2 separate regions of the Mus musculus genome follow, and region 1 is linked to region 2. The links are chromatin contacts, called in public HiChIP or PLAC-seq maps. All regions are on one chromosome and are shown on one strand. The core of a region is the stretch at or near the end of the contact, and the rest is flanking DNA. Distances in the headings are between cores, read along the strand shown.

Region 1 (5,985 bases), core at 167-2,666, 2.9 Mb before region 2:
AAAAAAAAAAGGCTGGGTGATCTACAAACCCAGGCATGTAAACTCATTAACCACCCTGCAGTTTTAGGTCTGCTTTACCATTCAGACTCCCATCCGCCGCTCCCACCCCAACCCCCCAACCCCCAACCCCCCCAACCCCCAAAATGCTAGTGTCGACTAGAGAAAGTTCTCAGAGACTTTGGTCTGGAATTTAAAGTGTCTTGTTAGCTGTCCTCAGAGGGAAAGAGCATGGCATCCAGATGCAGGCACTGCAGATTGGCAGGCAAACACAGAGGCAGGAGCAGTAGTAGCTGCCTCTTGGAGGAAAAGAAGAGATGGAGAATTCTTTGCACACCTCTGAAAGTGCTTGGCAGTTGGTGGAAGAGAACATTATAAGCTTTTCAGGGCTCTAGTGCACCTATCTCGTTTCTCATCTTGAATACAGTTCCCCTTCTTCCTGTCGCTCAGACACATTTACTTATCCTCCCACAGGATCCAGTGGGGAACCCTCAAGATGCTCTGATGACCAGCAGGAGCCTGATTTCCTAGGGACTAGAGGCTGCTTATTTCTTCTCCTGCCCCTGCTAACTGTGCCAGGTGCCTGCTGTGTGTGGATAAAAGGGCCCCACACACCACAGATATCTCTCCCCCTTCCTCTCCCCTTCTCCTCCTCTGCTCTCATTTCTCTCAACCTTACCTCCTGTGTGTTTCCATGTCTCTCTCTGCCTGTCTGCCCTTTTCCCTCCTTACTGTTTCAACTCTGAGGCACCTTTCACTCTCCTCTCCCAAATAAACCTCTTACACGAGATCTGTTGCATGACATATTTTCTCAGGGATACACCATGGCACAGACCTGCCAAAAGTACCCAACGCCTGGCTTGCATTTTCATCCTCCCACCGTCTGCCTCAATAGTTCAGGCTCAGGCCAAGCAGAACCTAAGCTCTCTCCCTGGTCCTCCCCTGAACCAAGAAGACACAGGCATTTGCCCTCCCAGACAGCTCACCAGGTGCCTAATCCCTTCACAGCCGGTTTGTTAACACTTTGTTAAAATGGGCTACCAAGGCTCTAAGGAGCCAAGATGCCAGTAGAGACAGAAACTAACCATGGTCCCAGAGCAACTAGACTGTACCCAGGGTTGGAAGTGAGGGACAGAAATGACATTAGGGGTAGGACTTGAGTAGACTATATGTCTGTGGTTACTTACCTCTGAGTTCTGTGGTTGCTTTGCTCAGTTGCCTCAAGTCTAGTACCCATGTCAGCAGTCTTGGTAAAGCAGGCTAGTGTCACCTGAGAAAGACCCTCTGTCTGCAACAAGTCCTGGCCAGCAGATGTCTTCGCCGGTGGGCTTTGGCACTTGGAAGAGTTCTAACTGCAGCCCTGGTTGTGTGTTCACCTCTAAGCCCATGTGAGTTCTTTGTTCCTTGCTGCATTAAAGCATTGCACAGACTGGTGGAAGACTGGAAATCCCAGAACTGTCACCCTCCAGGAAGTGAAAGCCCTGCCTCCACTTTTCTATTGGGCAGACTGTAACACAAGCTCACAGTTGACTAGTCAGATTTCTATCTGCCTCAGGCATTCCCAAGCAGCAAAGTCCATTTGCTCAAAAGAGCAGGTGCCCTTGTTAACGCCTTTAGAGTCCCTCCAGTCCCGGGTTTAAGATGGGCACAGCAGGATCCTCTCTGCCAGCAGATTCCTTCTCTCTATGGGATTCCCAGGGCTACCCTAAAGCAGTACACCTCTTTTGCTACTTTGTTACAGTAACACCTCCCTAACCAGCCTTAAGAAACTGATTGGGGAGGGGGGGTGGGGTGGGAGAGGGGGCTTGAGGGAAGGGAAAGGGAGTTGGGGGTGGATGGGAGAGGGAGTTGGGGGAGGAAGGAAGGACCGGGGCCAGGACCAGGAAAGGGGATAACATTTGAAATGTAAATAAAGAAAATATCCAATAAAATAAATATTAAAAAAGAAAAGATAAGAAAAGAAAAGAAATAGGGCTGGAGAGATGGTTCAGTGGATAAGAGCACTGACTGCCCTTCCAGAGGTCCAGAACTCCACTGTCCCTCCAGCCTAAGGGTCCAGAACAGGGCTCTTTCTTCCCTGTGGGCTGTTTCATTGCCTGTCACCACCAGACCAGCTCTGAGGAAACTGACTCAGAGACCTTTAGAATCTCTTTCTTAATCTCTAATTTAAGAAATAAAGTACAGGAGGTTTCTGGAGTTCTCGTGGGTTGATGGAAACATGCAAAAACGTAAAGGAGAATATTTGCATCAGTAATGAAGAAGACCAAAAATGAAGAAAGACAAAATTTTCCTTCTGTACTTGTCAGGAGGTGAAAGAAGAAGTTGCTAGGGGGAGTCCAATGAGTCACCCTCCTCCAGTATCCCAAGCACAACCTCTTGCTCAGAACTGTACCCTCCCGTTCCTAAGGAATGTCACAAGACTAGCCAGAGACCAGGGCAAGCCAACAACCAGGGCTTTGAGGGACATGAGGAAGAAAAGAACAGGGGTAGGGAAAGTGGGGGAGCCAGGGAGGAGCAGCATCTGGACAGAGGCAGCTGCTGGGTGGAGAAAGTCCAGTGCCCATGCTCTGTGTGCCTGAAGTCTTCTCTTCTTTCTCTCCCCTCTTCACTCTCCTCCCTCCTCCCTCCTCCTCCTCCTCCTCCTCCTCCTCCGAGCTCCTCCTCCGAGCTCCTCCTCCGAGCTCCAGTTCAGTTCCAAAGTCAGTGAGAAGGAATTCAACTCCAAAGGTCTGGGATTAGAACTGCAGCAAACTCTGGGGACTTCTCCATCAAGGACAAAGTGCAGTGCCCAGGCTTAAGGAAGGAGGCAGCCAGGAGAGCATTTATAAGGAGACAGCTCTCCGAGTCCAGCCACCTCGGGGACAAGTTCTCCATCGGCTGGCAGGGTCCAGCTGAGTCTATGTTCCCAGGAACTAGCTCCTTTGTTGCCTTCTCATCTTGAGTTACAGGTCAAATATCCAGGGTAAGGCCTGACCACCAGGGCTTGGAGTCAAAGACCTTCAAGCCAGGTGGCCCAGATAAGGCCTAATCACCAATTTATCACCAATACTTTCTCCTGTCCTATGACTGACAACTGCCCCACCTACCAACCCCCACCCCCACCCCGCCCTGCCTAAGTCAGAGCAAAAGAGCAATGGAGACACCATTGCCCAACCCCTTGTGTCAAAATGTGATTGTACAACGCTAGGAGCCACCAACCTCCACCTCTCTCTGTGGTCTCATACTTTATAAATATGTGATGCAATTTCCCTTCAGGAACAGTCAGCTCCCGACCTCAGTGACCATCCCGTTGTTCCTGACTGGTCAGTTTTTGCTGCCTAATTGGTGATCAGAGGTCATCTCCAAGCTCAGAGTTATGAGGTAACCACATTTATAAGCCATCCAGGAATGTCTGCACTGGATGAAGAGGCAGATGGAGACGGGGAGAAGAAAGGACATATTATTTAACCAGAGATGAAGTGACAGAAATACAACTGTCAGGTTACACTGCTTCAAAAGTAAAGTTCTCTGTGAAGAATCGAATCTGAATCTCCATGGATCCACCTTTAGAGTCCCCAGAAATCCAAAGGAAGTCTAAAAAGCTTGTGAGGAGAGTGGGTTTGGACCCTGGGACAGGGGACTGAGGTACATTTTTTTACATATCAAAGCAGACCTGGCCCCCATGTCCTCCCAGCATCCCTCAGTCCCTACCTGGCATACCCTGCCCCCATTTTTGCTCTCCTCCTCCTCTTCTTCTTCCTTCTCTTCCTCCTCCCCCTTTCCTTCTCTTCTCTCTCTGTGGCCCTTTCTTTCTCTTCCCCCCTCCTTCCCATGGAGACTTCTGTGGCCTTCTTCCTTGGGGTTGGTGAACTTCACTAGTGGTGATGAAATAACCTATCAGAAAAATCATACGTCTGCAGGATGAACATCCAAGGTGCATTTGAGACTTCGTTGGAAATGGTGTTTGGCTCAAGCCCTTGAAGAATTCCTAGGTTCCTGATATAGATGATGAGGGAGGAGAAAGAGAACATGAGGAGAAAAGAGAAGGGGCAGGAGGAGGGTGAAGTATTGAGAGTTGAGGATGAAGAATGTGAAGATGAGGAGGAATGGGAGGATGGAGAAGAGGAGCAGGAAGAAGGAACACTGATAGGTTCCAGCCTTCTTTATACTTTTGTATTTTCTCCAATCCCTCAGAGCAAGCTGCAGCCTCTGCTTCACCCCCATAGCACTCATGGCTGTTAGGTCTCAAACCTGGGACAAACTGGCTGACCAAAATACTTATTAATATATCAGAGCTGGCAAAAGTCTCCAGCTCCTCCCAGCACTTTTCAGCTCCAACCTGTATTAGTCAGGGTTCTCTAGAGTCATGGAACTTATGGAATGTCTCTAGACTGAGGGAATTTATTGTGATGGCTTACAGGCTGCAGTCCAACTAACCCAACGATGGGCAGCTGTGGATAGCGAGTCTGAGAATCTAGTAATTGCTCGGTCCCACGAGGCTAGGTGCTTCAGCTGGCCTTCTGTAGAAGTAGGTTCTAACAAGTGTTGTGGCGAGTTAAGTACAAGCAATCAAAGAATGAATCTTCCTTCTTCCAATGTCCCTATGTAGGCCTCCAGAAGAAGGTGTGGCCCAGATTAAAGGTGTGTACCACCACACCTGGATCTGGGACTTGCTTTGTTTCAGGCTGACCTTGAACTCAGAGATCGCCTTGCTTCAGTCTCCTGGGACTAAAGGCGTGTACTACCTTGCCTGGGCCTAAACTTTTCATGGCCACGAGGCCTCAAGATCTCCATGACAAGATCCAGGTCAGAAACTTGAGTCTTCCAGCCTCAAGATCTGGATCACAGATGTGCCTTCCAATTCTGGATCGTAGTTCATTACAGACGTAGTCAAGATGACAACCAGGAAAAGCCATTACACGCCCTGTTACAGGGTCCTCCTGGCTGGCACACACTGCAGGCACTGGGCTGGGCTTTCCCTTGCCCAGCATCTCTGATTCCTCTATAGCCCAGCCATGTTGCCTATGCCAGCCCTTTTGCCCTTTGGCCTCCTGGTCTCTTGGCTGCAGGCTCTCCTCTCTCCTCTCCTCATTCTCCTCACATGGTCTTGCTCAGTCTGCCAGTCATGTCCATGGTGGACCCATTTAGATGCCCATTTTCTCCCTCATATCTGCAGTAAACCTCCTCCACACCTAGGAGCAACCTTGTCACCTTCTACCTCATTTTCTCATTCAGTGGTCCTGCCTTTTAGGTCTTGCTGCTCTTCTCAAGGGTTGTCGACTTCCTTTGCTGAGATATACCCTGAACAGATTACAGTGGAGAAAGAACCTCCACACTTGTCTATCTCAAGTTCATTTTTATCTATTGCTGCCTTAAAGGGGAACCTGGATGGAATCAACACCTCTTGGCTCTGGCTGTGAGAGCCTAAGATGCTGTGGGGCAAAATGCTCTGCTGTCTTGCCCTGTTGGAACTGGAGGGTGCTGGGCCCCATGTGTAGTAGAGCACAGTGTCAGAATCACAGGAATCTCCAGTTCCCCACACTCCAAAAGGCAGTCCAAATAACCTGTGAAGCCAGTGTCTGTCTGCCAGAAGGAGTCATTGCCCTTACCTCTGTCAACAGGGACTCCTGTGGCACCTATCAGGCCCTTGCTAGTCTCCAGACTCCTCAGCCCCTAATCACCAGCACTTCTTTAGACATCTCAAAGCCTCCAGCCCAGTCTCCTGGCCTTCCCTCCCCCAGTTACTGTCTCTTCATATAACCCAGCCATTCTCACCATGGTCTGTCCCCTGCTCTTCTCCCCTCCCTTGAACACAGCCTTGGCTAAGCCCGACCTGCTTGCCGTGTTCAGTCTACTTCTTTCTCTCTCTGCTCTGGACTTTCCAGATGCCTCTGGCTGTTCTCTTTCTAAATAAAACCTTAATCTCCCCATGGAACAGTCATGTAGGCAGTTTCTTTATTGTCACCTCCCACATACACACATACATCTGGTGCCGAAACCTCAGATATG
Region 2 (5,954 bases), core at 3,203-5,702:
TAAAAAAAATATCTTGGGCTAGTGAGATGGCTCAGTGGTTAAGAGCACCGACTGCTCTTCTGAAGGTCCTGAGTTCAAATCCCAGCAACCACATGGTGGCTCACAACCATTCATAACAAGATCTGACGCCCTCTTCCGGAGTGTCTGAAGACAGCTACAGTGTACTCACATGTAATAAAATAAAATAAAATAAATCTTTAAAAAAATATCTCTACAAACAAAATTAATTTGTTTCAAGGACATTTATCTGGAAAAAGAAACAGGGAAAGGAGAAGCAGCTGATTTCAGGAGGAAGATGACCACTTTCATTCTGAGCACCCTGGTTCTGGTTTGCAGTGACCCACGATGACTAGCCTGTCACTTTCCTTGCCACCTCCAGTCTCTGGTCAAAGTGCAGTTCTGAATGGAGGCTCTGAGGAGGACGTTTCCTGTCAAAGCTATTAATCATCAACTCTGAAGAACAGACGACGCTCTGATGGGAAAACCAGCACCCACAGAGCGTATGTTGTACATATGTTCACTTTACTCGGTGTCCCAAGTCCTGTGAGGCAGCTACTGCCGCCTCCAACTTACAAATGAGGAACCTGAGGCTCAGGGGAAACTCCCTGCTTTGGCAGCTAGCAAGAACTCAGTTGTGTTTTCCTGAACTGTACCATATCTCAAAGGCACCCCGAGGGCTCCGAAGGGTTTGTTTCAGGCATGAGTGCCACAGAGCTGCTGAAATGAACCATGGGAAATTTATTCCCTCACACTTCAGGAGTGCAGACACCTGCGACCAGAGTGTCAGGGGGGTTGGTTCCTTCTGAGGACTCTGCAGGAAATGGATTTCATGCTTCTCTCTGACCTTCAGGTCATACATACAGATGTGTCACTCTGCTGTCACTAGGCATTCACACAGACATCTCCTGAGGACAGTGGTCACGTTAGAATGAAGTTTGTTGTTGTTGTTGTTTTTGGTTTTTTGTTTTTTCATTTGGGAAGACAGAGTTTCTGTGTGTAGCCCTGGCTGTCCTGAAATTAGCTCTATAAACGAGGTTGGCCTCAGACTCATAGAGATCCACCTGTTTCTGCCTCTCAAGTGTTGGGATTAAAGGCAAGTGCCACCACTGCCTGGGGGCATTTTATTTTTTACATAGGCTGGTGAGATGGCTTACTGAGGAAAGGGTCTTGCCACCAAGCCAGATGACCTGAGTTTGATTCCTGGAACTCACGTGGTAGCAGGTAAGACCCATATCCGGTCAATTGTCCTCAGACCATCATGCATGTGCGTGTACAGCTGCACAACCTCGTCACAAATACATAAATGGATTTGAAATTGTAAAACTTCAAGGTAAATGCTGGAGAGGTGGCTCAGTTCAAAGGTAGCACTGCTCTTGCAGCGGACCGGAGTTTATTCCCAGCATCCACATCAGTGACTCCTGGACAGCTCTAACGTCAAGGGGTCCTATGGCCTCCTCAGACGCCTGCACTTTCGGTCACCCCTCACCCTACCCAACACGCATACACATTCATAATTTTAAAAGAATTTAAAAAATAAATATTTTTTAAAAGAGTTATTTATTTTATGTATATGAGTACACCATCTCTGTCTTCAGACACACCAGAAGAGGGCATCAGATCCCATTACAGATGGTTGTGAGCCACCATGTGGTTGCTGAGACTTGAATTCAGGACCTCTGGAAGAGCAGTCAGTGCTTCCAACCTCCAAGCCATCTCTCCAGCCCCCAAATCTTTTTTCTTTCTTTCTTTTTAAAGCTTCCAATTCAGAAAGAAATGACTGCCTTTTCACTCCAGAACTTACTATTTTCTGAGAGGTAACGGTTCAATTACATCCTTCAAAACAGATATATTGAATCGGAACTCCCAGTACCTCAGTAGGCAGCCTTATTTGAAAAGAAGGTCACTGGCAATGTCATTAGTTGAAATGACACGGAGGCTGAGGAATGGGTAGCTCTTGCCTAACACACATGAGGCTCTGGATTCAAGTCCCAGCACTACACAGTCAAAAGAATAAGACTGACAAGTGACCTGGGACATAGCTCCACTGTCTTAGGTGGCTGAGAGGAGAGGAGACCTTGAGCCCAGAAGTTCAAGGGTATCCTGGGCAACATCATAAGAGCCTATCTCAAAAACACTTCCTTCTCCCAAAATGAGATTACACAGGACTGGATCTGTGGCCACTCCAACATGGCTGCTGTTCTCATGAGATGTCCGTGTGAATGCCTAGTGACAGCAGAGTGACACATATGTGGAGGAGGTAGTCATCTGAAGGTCAGAGAGAAGCATGCATTTCCTGCAGTCCTCAGAAGGAACCAACCCTCCTGACACTCTGGTCACAGGTGTCTGCACTCCTGAAGTGTGAGGGAATAAATTTCCCATGGTCCATTTCAGCATCTCTGTGGTACTCAATGAAAGAATTCTGTATAAAATTTTGTGTTTTAAAAAATTTTGAGCAGGGTGTGGTGGCGCACGCCTTTAATCCCAACACTTGGGAGGCAGAGGCAGGTGAATTTCTGAGTTCGAGGCCAGCCTGGTCTACAGAGTGAGTTCCAGGACAGCCAGGGCTACACACAGAGAAACCCTGTCTCAAAAAACCTAAAAAGAAAAAAAAATTTGGAAGATTTTAAAATTGTCTTTATTTTTGTTAGATCCTTACATTCTGGAGACATCATTAAGATTCATAGAATTTCCATGAGTTTCCCTAACTAACCCTTTTTTTTTTTTTTTAAGACTAGGTCTTACTATGACAGCCCAGGCTGACCTGGAATTCATGCTTGAGTACAGGAATGTGTTACCACACCAGGCACTCTTTCTCTCTCTCTCTCTCTCTCTCTCTCAAATATTTATTTATTTATTTATTATATGTAAGTACACTGTCGCTGTCTTCAGAGACACACCAGAAGAGGGCATCAGATGCCATTACAGATGGTTGTGAGCCACCATGTGGTTGCTGGGATTTGAACTCAGAACCTCCAGAAGAGCAGTCAGTGCTCTTAACCGCTGAGCCATCTCTCCAGCCCCCAGGCTCTCTTAAGAATAACTTTTATTTTAGACTTATTAATTTGTGTATATGAGTGTTTTGCCTACATGTATGTCTGTGTGCCAAGTCTGTGCCTGGTGCCTGTGGAGGTCAGAAGAGGTTATTGGACATCCCCGGAACCAGAATTATAGATGGTTGTCAGCCACCATGTGGATGTTGTGAACCAAAGCCGGATCCTCCACAAGAGCAACAAGTACTCTGAACGGCTGAGCCTGTGAATAGCTTTTGTTGTTGATGCCTTTTGAGACAGAGTCATTTTTGTAGTCTAGGGTGGCCTCAAACTCATTACATAGCCTAGACTGGACTCAAACTCACAATTCTCCTCATGCTCCTAAGTGTGGGCATTATAGGTTAGCTACGACGTCTAATATAACCACAAACCCATTACTAGACCCTTTTCCACTCTTCTTCCTTAGCCCAGGTTTCATTCCCCACAGTTCACTCTGCCTTGGCAAGAAAATCTGTTGTCATTCCTCCTACGCCCCGCCCAAGTTACCTGGCAACAGCCAGGTAGGCCTGGCTTTGCTCTAAAAGGAACTGCTTGCCCTCTCTGACTCTTTTCTCTCTGACCCCTTTTCCCCTCTCTCCTCTTCTCCCTCCCCGTCCTCTTCAACGTGTACTGGGCCACCAGTTCGTTCGTGTTCTCTCTCTCTCTCTCTCTCTCTCTCTCTCTCTCCCCCCTTTCCCTGCCTCTACTCCCTTCTTAACTCCCCCCCCCCCCAATAAACTCTATGCCATACTGGAGCTGGGTACCTCGGAGAGGAGGGGATGCCTCAGGATGGGCACCTCACCACACCATACCGCGCTCCATAAAACACAACAATTGTTTTATAAAACATATCACAATAACTTTCCGATTCCTCTTTCTTGTCCTCAGGTTCTTCTACAGTCCAGCCTCACATTGGCTGCAAATGACCAATTTTCTTTTTTTCTAGAAAGCCCCTCTAATCTGACTTTGCAACTAAAAAACAAGCAACCTGCCCGACTTTTTCAACTGTTCCACTTCGCATTCCAAGGATCAAATGTGGCTCCAGACTCACCTCCCCCCATCCTTTTCAAACAGTCAAAAGTGCCCAGCGTCAAAGCGACCTCATACATTGGCCTTATCCCGTGCATCTCTCCCAGATACTCCTCCTCTCAACTCCGGACAGGGTTACATGTGTGCATATAGGCTCCCCACTGTCTGCTGTGTGTCTGGGAACCCAGAGGAGACTCGCCCCAAAACAGGATTAAACCTAGTCTACTCCTATGCATCTCGGCGATCCCGAACGGCCACACTTTCTCCAGAGACCATCAGCCATCAATTACTAGGAACTCCGTTGGCATTTCCCTGAGACTGTCGCTTTCGCCGGAACCCTTCTGCCCAGCCCCGGCCGAGCACTTTTTGTTGGAGCACACGAAACCGGAAGTTGAGGAGGAACACAGGCGTGGGAAAGAGCCTGGCGATGGCTTGGAGGACAAACCTTGCTTGCCTCATCAAGGCCGGAGGTAGGGTTCCTGAGCACGAGGTGGATTGCTTTCCAGTCACTAGCCTGTAACCGGGAGTGGTTCTCTTCTGCCCTGTGTCCGGTTGTCCAGCGTGGAGCTGTAGCGGAGCTGAGGGGCGTTCATGTCCCCCAGCCCCGGAGCCCGTCCGCTTTAATGGCCCGGGGTCCACGCGCGTGCGCCCCTTCCCGGGCCGGAGTAGCTCGCTTAGCCTCTGGCTGTGTCGTCTTCCTGTGGCCGCGCTGGGAGGATGACTTTACACTGTCTTATAAAGTTATCCATTGCACAATGTAGACTGCTTGCAAAAATACAGCCTTGTTAGCAATATTGAGAACCATGCAGAACAAAATAAACCGTCCCCACCACTTAGTTAATATCACCAGCCCCCGCTTGCCCCAGTCAGAGCTCCATGTTGCCCAAGCTGGCCTGCAACTCACTATGTAGCTAAATCCTGATCTTCCTGCTTCCATCTCCTAAATGCTAGGATTGCAAGTGAGGAACACCACTCCTGACCAGCTAAAACATTTATTATAAACGTATAAAGTTTAATTTCCTTTAGTTCCATCAGATGATAAACTAGTAAAAAATGGAACTGGAGATCAATCATAAGAGGCGATACAAAAAATCCTCATAATATTATAAATGCCATAAGTAGCAGACATTTGAAATAATTTTAATTAAAATTAAGTGGTTCTAGGTATAGAAACCAAGGCCTTGCCAGAAACTAGGTCCTATCTAACTGGCCCTTAACTTTTTTGATTGTTTTTACTTTAGCAAACAGTCTCATTGCCTGGAACACTGTACTAGACCAGTCTGGCCATGAACTCTCAGAGGTCTGCCTGGTTTTGCCTCCCAAATGCTGGTTTTGTTTGTTTGTTTGGTTTTTTTGAATCAGGGTTTCTCTGAGTAGCCCTGGCTGTCCTGGAACTCACTTTGTAGACCAGACTGGCCTTGAACTAAGAAATCGACCTGTCTTTGCCTCCCAAGTGCTGGGATTAAAGGCACGTGCCACCACTGCCTGGCTCAAATGCTGGTATTAAAGGTGGACTCTACTTATCCCGAGAAGACTACAATTTCTTTATTTTAATTAATTAAATTTTTGGAGATGAGGTCTCAGGTAGTCCAGACTGTCATAAAACTCTTGGAATCTGAATCTTGTATGGACTGCCCCTCAGGTGCTGAGGTTGTACATACGGAGTTACAGTGCCAGGCAACTACAGCTTCTTCCTTGAGACAGCGCCTCTGTGTAGTACTGGCTATCCTGGTGCAGCTGAATTACTATGAAGTCAAGGCCATCCTGGTCTTCATACTGAATTTGAGTATGAAGACTATCCAGTGACATCCTGTCTCAAAAAAGAAAACAACAACAAAAACCCCACAAACAAACCCAACCCTACCAATGATCAAAACCAACCAACCAACCAACCAA

Evidence for each region. HiChIP or PLAC-seq counts read pairs in DNA pulled down with a chosen protein or histone mark.
Region 1: an H3K27ac HiChIP or PLAC-seq map of bone marrow-derived dendritic cells shows a contact between it and region 2, with 7 times the contacts expected there. The contact joins the promoter of Slfn2 here to the promoter of Tefm in region 2. A contact is called at or near these places in 1 of 484 Hi-C or Micro-C datasets (B cells) and 1 of 115 datasets of contacts at active chromatin or transcription factors (bone marrow-derived dendritic cells).

The regions. Positions count from the first base shown.
Region 1 is chr11:83,060,543-83,066,527 of GRCm38.p6, reverse strand. Slfn2 (schlafen 2) reads right to left here and starts at 1,416. Exons shown (of 2, transcript NM_011408.1): 1 at 1,185-1,416. The coding sequence starts at 1,234. It overlaps Gm20234 (a long non-coding RNA gene), which reads left to right. Exons shown (of 2, transcript XR_388923.4): 2 at 472-787.
Region 2 is chr11:80,140,651-80,146,604 of GRCm38.p6, reverse strand. It overlaps Tefm (transcription elongation factor, mitochondrial), which reads left to right and starts at 4,452. Exons shown (of 4, transcript NM_183275.2): 1 at 4,452-4,528. The coding sequence starts at 4,486.